Linked DNA regions of Mus musculus: region 2 is linked to region 1. The links are chromatin contacts, called in public Hi-C maps. All regions are on one chromosome and are shown on one strand. The core of a region is the stretch at or near the end of the contact, and the rest is flanking DNA. Distances in the headings are between cores, read along the strand shown.

The links. A called contact is a pair of places that touch in the nucleus more often than the background predicts.
Region 2: a Hi-C map of rod photoreceptor shows a contact between it and region 1, with 2.6 times the contacts expected there. The contact joins the promoter of Cdhr1 here to the enhancer-like site in region 1. A contact is called at or near these places in 8 of 39 promoter capture datasets (the 3T3-L1 cell line, cranial neural crest, embryonic stem cells and 3 more), 3 of 484 Hi-C or Micro-C datasets (nephron progenitors, rod photoreceptor and spermatogonial stem cells) and 3 of 9 other capture datasets (adipose tissue, liver and pancreatic islet).

The regions. Positions count from the first base shown.
Region 1 is chr14:37,031,730-37,035,080 of GRCm38.p6, forward strand. Rgr (retinal G protein coupled receptor) reads right to left here. Exons shown (of 7, transcript NM_021340.4): 7 at 3,180-3,351. Among named protein-coding and RNA genes, the nearest start is that of Rgr, 16 kb to the right of the region's middle. Within about 2 kb of position 1,627, at least 25 of the 459 cell types and tissues checked have an H3K27ac peak or open chromatin away from gene starts, as enhancers often do. A contact at or near this core is called in rod photoreceptor, where this site is marked.
Region 2 is chr14:37,096,659-37,100,009 of GRCm38.p6, forward strand. Cdhr1 (cadherin-related family member 1) reads right to left here and starts at 1,689. Exons shown (of 17, transcript NM_130878.3): 1 at 1,431-1,689; 2 at 604-699. The coding sequence starts at 1,485.

The DNA.
Region 1 (3,351 bases), core at 377-2,876:
TGTGAAATGATGCTACTTCAAGGAGTCCTTTTTTTTTTTTTTTTTTTTGTGCCCGTGGTACAGGTCCTCTCAAACTTCATCCTGCATTTGTTAAAGGGAAATTATTCTGTTTTCCTTCTTAAAGTGTGGTTAGCATAGATGTTATCTGGGATGGTTGCTTTAGGAATAGGTACCTTTGCAAGGCATGCAGTGCGGAGAGGGATGGGCTCAACATAAAACAGTATGGGTGAGGGGGGAAATTTATATTGAAGGAGGAGGTGGTCAGTGGAAAGAAAATGACCAAGAGATGTGCCAGCGGTAGAAGTGGATGCTGGCTAAGACAATTCTGTTAGCATCTGCCTATTACTGTAACAATACCCGAGGTAATCAACTTAGAAATAGGAAAGGTTCGCCATGGCTCAAAGTTCTGCAGGCTTTAGCCTGTGGGTGCATTGGGGTCCATACCAAAGAGCCATCATGCCAGGGGGACATGTAAAGCTGTTACCTTATGAGTAAACTTTTCTGTTAGGTCCCTGCTCTTAAAATCCCCACCTATCCCCTAATAACAACACAGACTTCTGAGCCACTCGTAAACATGAGTCTTTAGGGGGTATCTAAGACCTAAACTCTATCACCGAGTTTGGCAATAACAGAGGTCAGACATCAGAAATGATGGAGGATAATCCACTCCAGCATCATATATTGCGGATGAGAGAATGTTTGCTAAACCAATTATCTAAAACTGGGTGTCATAAAGGTTTTACAGAGGGGGCTAAAAGAAGCCTGGAGTGCCGGAGTTGCCAGAGACTGTCATATTGACTAAGTGGAAAAACTTGGATTCTTGCCCAGGTCTTCCTGACTGTGAATTCTAAGTGCTTTCCAAGCTGCCACACTGACTCCTACCTAGAGGGGCGAAGCTGTCACCGATGCCCAACAGCTGCAGTGGGGAGAGCAGCTGAGCCAAAGAAACAACGCACAGAGACAACGGAGGCCATTGTTAAGAGAGTTTGATGGGCAGAGAGAAGAACAGGTGTGCAGCATTGGAGCCAAGGAACAGCTTGAGAAAGAAGCAACCAGTGACCATGATTGACAGGAGAGCGGAGGCTCAGGGGCTGTGCTTTTTGGTTTTCATCCAGAAGTTTCCTAGCTCTTGTTCCTCGGAAATATTGTTTACCCTTAAAGGGCACGCAGTGAGAATGTGCACCAGCCGCTTCTCCAGGGGCTGTACCAGAGTGCCCTCAAACCCAGCACTCAGTAGTTCACAGTTTGTGTTTGTTCACATGGAATCTCAGCATCCAGAGCTATGACTGTCACCGATTTGGTTTTTGTTTTGTTTTTACCCGAGACTCCAAAGCCAGAAATGTCCAGGGAGTGTCCTAACATCCAAGTTAGACAAAGACCAGGCCATAAGTGGCCTAGCGGCACCTCTGTCCTATGTGGGAGGGTTCTGAAGTTTCACATCCAACTAAACTTTCCGGTGATGCTTTTGAAGGCAGAGAAAAGGGGACTTTATGGGCGCTGTCTGCAATCACTCCAGACAACGTACATATAATTCTGCTTCTTTCAAGGAGAGAAATGGGGTCTTAAGATTAAGAAACAGGCAAGCTACAGACCTCAGTACTTAGAACAGACTAAAGAAAGCTCAGAGAAGATCCAGCAGCCTGGGCTGGGAATTCATAGGCTTTTCCCAAAAGGCGCCACCAGGCAGGTGGCCCAACATTAAGTCATCATTGAGAGAGCACTGCCACCTTGTGGTAGCAGCTAGGCACTGCACACCTTCACCGACCCATGAAGGATTCCTGCATATTAGAGCTTTGCTTACCTTTTTCTCTTTTATTGCCTAAAAGACAGGACTGATAAGCATCGGCATTTACCGGGATAGAAAACGGGAACCAGGAGTTTGTGCACGAAGAGTGAGCTTATATTTAAACAAACTGACCAAGAGTCTTTCTAACTGGGAAAACAGAAGCTTTCTGTGTCACAACAATGTATCAGAAGGCCGAGAGTGTAGCTCAGTCCATAGAGACTTTACCTACCAAGCCTGCATCCCTGGGATTGATCCCCAGTACAACATAAACTGGGTACAGGAACAAAAGGAACAGAAGTTCTAGGTCTTCCTTAACTGCAATGAAGAGGTCAAGACCTGGGCTACATGAGATTTGTCTCAAAAGGGTGTGTGTGTGTGTGTGTGTGTGTGTGTGTGTGTGTGTGTATGGGGAAAATGTGCGTGATGCCATGCCTGGCTCTCACATTTTAAATTAAAATGATATCATTTGAGCTGGAATTTCGTATTAGTGGCCCTGGGCATCCCAGGGAGCTCATTCTAAGCTCCCATTCTCTTCTGCTATTACTCTGTTTTAAATGAGCTTTGGTCAAAAACTATTTGCTTGCTAGTGCTATTGTAACACAGCCCCATAGGCCTGAGGCTCATCTAACACACATACACCTCTTCCATGGGGTCCTAAGCTCAGAATCTGAGCTCAGGTTCCTGCTAACGTTGGTGTCGAGTGAGGCTTGTGCTCTAGGGGTGCAGCTGGCAGCCTTTCTCTGGGCTCACATGGTCCTGACTTGCTGGATGCATGGGAGGGGACAGGTAGCTAGAGGCCTGGCTCTGTGCTGTCCCTTCGTAGAAAGGAATCATCTTGTGACATTAGGGCAACACCCTCACTTAACCTACTTCTGTGGAGACTTTGCTTCCAGGGTGGGGTTTGGGGTTTTTTTTTTCTTGCTGTTGTTGTTTGGCTTTTGTTTTGTTGGGAGAAGAGAACTGAGCCCATAACATACATTTTGGTCGAGGAAGAGGCTTTTGATGGTCTCAGAACCTTGGGACCACATCAGTATCCATTGAGATCAAGAAGACAGAAAACCTGGGCAAAGAGGGTTCTTCATCCCCAAGGGGGCAGCAGAGACAGAGGCTGCTCATGGCACGGGCGTGCTTATACCGTGACTTTCTCTAACTGAACTAACTCTCAAGGGAAAAATCAGAAATCACAGCAGCATTTAGGTTCTCTGGCTAAACCTCAGAATTTTCTTTTTAATTCAGAATGGGGCTGAAAGTGGAAACCCAGTCTAATTTTGTTGAAACTCAGAATTGAATGGTGTGACTGTGAATCTCGGCCTACATACTTACTTCACATGGTTTGAGAAAAGTGGTTCAGTTTTGTTCTAAGGACTTAAAGAAATTGATTGAAATTCCAGCATTGTCTTTTCAGGCCCTTTTATTAAGTCTAATTGCAATTGCATGGATGAAGTTGTTCAGGAATTTCTACTTTGACATCTGAGACATTGTGAGTCCTCTTTTTTTGTTTTCTGTTTTTGTTTTTATTTTTTCGCTTGCAAATGTCATGGTAGAGTGTAATAGCCATCTTCCTG
Region 2 (3,351 bases), core at 439-2,938, 65 kb after region 1:
AAGTGGAGTGAGACATAGACACTCTGAGGAGGGGTCTGAGGAGGGTGTCAGCTGCCTCTCAGTGAGGGGACTGGCTCTTCAGGGATTTCTGAATGCAAGCATCTCTGTTCTGCTCTCGTCCCAGGAGCTAGACAAACAGTGACAAGGTAAAGTTCAGAGTATGAGCCGTCCCTCTCAACTCCCCACCCCTCTGCGAATCTCAGCTGCTTGGAAGTTCTTGGCTGGTTCTAAATCCTGGGTACAGTAGGCTTGTGGAGGCAAATATGTTTGCTTGGTCAAGGTCACCCTCTGAGGAGCACCAAGTTTCTGAGGAAGCCAGCCAACACCCATCTTTGGAAGACCCCATCCCAGTCTCGACAAGGGGTCCAATTTAGGTCACCATGGCAGCAGTGGCTTCCTGCCTTGCCATTACCCTAGGGCCTCAGAGCACAAACAGGGTACCCACGGGAGCCAACACCATGTGGCATGCGCATGCCATAGGCTCCGGAGGAGGAGTCACGAGTGAGTGGTGTCACTGAGTTCTGGGGAGGTGAGTTTGCCCTCTGGGGGCAACTCCCTCTGGGAGACCTGGAATGGCTGCTATGGCCAAAGCTACTTTCTTACCTACAGGAGTGTCTTCTGGGAGGCTGAACAGGGCCATGTTCCCGTTGGTGCTGCCCACTCCATTGTCAAAGAAGTGAGGGGCAAAGTTGGCCTGGGCTAGGAAAAGAATGAAGACAGAAGGACAGACAGACACCCAGAGGGAGTTTGACACCAGCAAAGTCGCCTATCTGGGCCCAACTAAAAAAGAGGAGCTTGTCTCCCTGCAAGGAGCTCCTCTGTGGGGACCTGGGCAATATACATGGTCTGAGCTCGAGCTTTTCAGGGACACATTTTATGGCAGTCACATAGAAACAAGCTGAAAGACAATCCCACCCCATCAAAGAGCTCAGAGAGAGAGAGAGAGAGAGAGAGAGAGAGAGAGAGAGAGAGAGAGAGGCGGTGTATCAGCTGGCTAAGGTCGTACTCTTTTAAAAATATTTATTTATTTATTTATTAAGATTTATTTGTCTCTGTCTTCAGATATCTGGCAGATGGCATTACAGATGGTTGGGAGTCACCATGTGGTTGCTAGGAATTGAACTCAGGACCTCTGGAAGAGCAGTCAGTGCTCTTAACCTCTGAGCCATCTCTCCAACCCCAATTTCCTTCTTCTTGCCTTGCCTCAGGCATCCAGGAGAGCAGAAGTTTGAAGGAGCCAAAGCTTCTAGTGGCAGAGCCAGGAGACTGCCGGGATGGTGGCTCTAAGTCTCTGGAGAAGTGCCCATCTTCCTGCCTCGCGGCAGGAAGCCTGCCACCTTCCCGAAGTCTGCAACTGGACAGTGCAGCCTCTGTCCCCTCATTCCCCTAGGGAGCACAGACACCCACCCTCCAGGGCCCTTGCTACTCACCTAGGTAAATGCGCAGCAGCCCCAGGACCAGGGCGACCCGTGGGCCACGCCTCATGTCTCCGCGGAAGGGTCGAAAGCCTGGCCACTGCCGAGGCCGGGTGCTGGACCTCGGAGCATGCCCTGGGCGCTGGATGAGAGCAGAGGGAACGTTGTGGGTGACTGCGGCGGCGGCGGTGGCGGAAGGGAGGGAGAGCGGGTGGTGCGAGGGCGTTAAGCGGATGACAGCGCTCACAGATCCTCACAGCTGGATGGCTCCGGTCAGGTTACTAATGAGACCAATTACTGGGACCAGCTTATAGCGGCGGGTGGGAGGGCGTGACAAGACTACCTCTCTCCTACCACGCCCAGTCTGCCCTAGCAACCCAGGAGCACCAGGTGCAGAGGTGGAGCTCTGCACAGAGAAACAAATAGGCATCCCCAGACTACTTTTGAGCAAGCCACCAGAAATTCGGGATTTGCTGTGGTTTGGTGTGGCTCAGGCTGCGCAGGGATTTTCCTGATTTGTTTAACTTGTTTTGTGGCTTTCACGGGTGCCAAGACCTCTCTGATCAAAGTACTCCTGGAAATAAAACAATGAGCAGAAAAACAGCTCTCTCAGGATGGAGGGGAAGACATTGGGAGAAAAGAAAGCGGCATTGCCTTGCCAATTCAAATACGTTCTTTAGTTTTGAGTCAGACCAAAAGAACAAGGGTAGAGAGTGATGTCCGAAATGGTGTAGGAACGCAGGAAAAGTCCAAGGCTCTTCCTGGCTTGAATCCTCCTTCTTCTCTAACACTGGAATGTGGGCGGAGATATCCCTTGTACCCTACTCCTTTTGGGCCATTCATCAATTGGGATGAGGTATTCCCCCCAACTTGAGTAATAACTTGAACCCAGGTTGCTTTCAAAGTTGCCCCTGTGATGCTGTGCCCTTAGACAAAGGAGACCCTCTGTAAGTTCCCTGGAGGTCCCAGAATCCTCTCTTCCTGGGGTACCTCAAGGAAGCAGAGCACCTATACCCCTTGATCCAAGCCTCCCAGATCAACTCTTAGCTTGAATTCAGACAGCAATTGGAGGAGCCGAATTGGTACACCAAGAAAGTGTGTTAAGTTGGGTATTTTGACCAAAAGCCTGTGTAAGGATTCTGCTGGGTCTTTGGCTGAGAATGTGTACAGGAAACCACACAAGCATTTCTGCATCTTTGCTTTTCAAGATGTTAGGACAAAGCCAGGCCCTACACAGAGAGTGGGAGACAGGTTTGCTGGGGATTACTCGGACTTAAGGGTTCCTGAAGCAGGTCTCTTGCTAGCGTGCTGAGAAGACCTGGTTCTCTCTGCATCTTTCCCACCATCGCTTCTCTAAGAGGCTGCTTCAGGCCTTTGACTTCTCTGCTCTCAGTTCATTCTACCAATGCACTTGCACCAGAGAGGGACAGAGATGTGTTGGACACACACTTTGTGAGTGTGTGTGTGTGTGTGAGTGTGTGCGTTTGTGTACTCACTCTCAACCACGTATCTCATTTAGCCTGCACAGTTTTCCTGGAATGATTCCCCACTCTTTACAGGGTAAACCTTCAAAGCCAAGTCACTTTCCTAGGCTCACCCAGCCAATGAGGGGCAGGAGTTGGAGTTTCACTGGATTTTAGCTGGCTTTCGAATTGAAACTCTCTGTGGTTTAGGTCCGTAGTCACATAGCTATGGAAGCTTTAGACTGATCGCTCTTCAGTCTATAGCTGTAATTTCATACTTACACTTTTTTTTTCTTTAAAGAGCCCGGCCTGCCCATAAATGTACAAAAATGTATAATAATGTGCTCTGTCAGAGGGTCTGCCAATCATCTGCATTTGTCTATGACTCAGGGGCTCTCAGGAAAACAAGACTGTCAATACTAACATCAAGCAAGTTTCAGGTAACTGGTATTGGTAGGTGACTGTCCTAACAC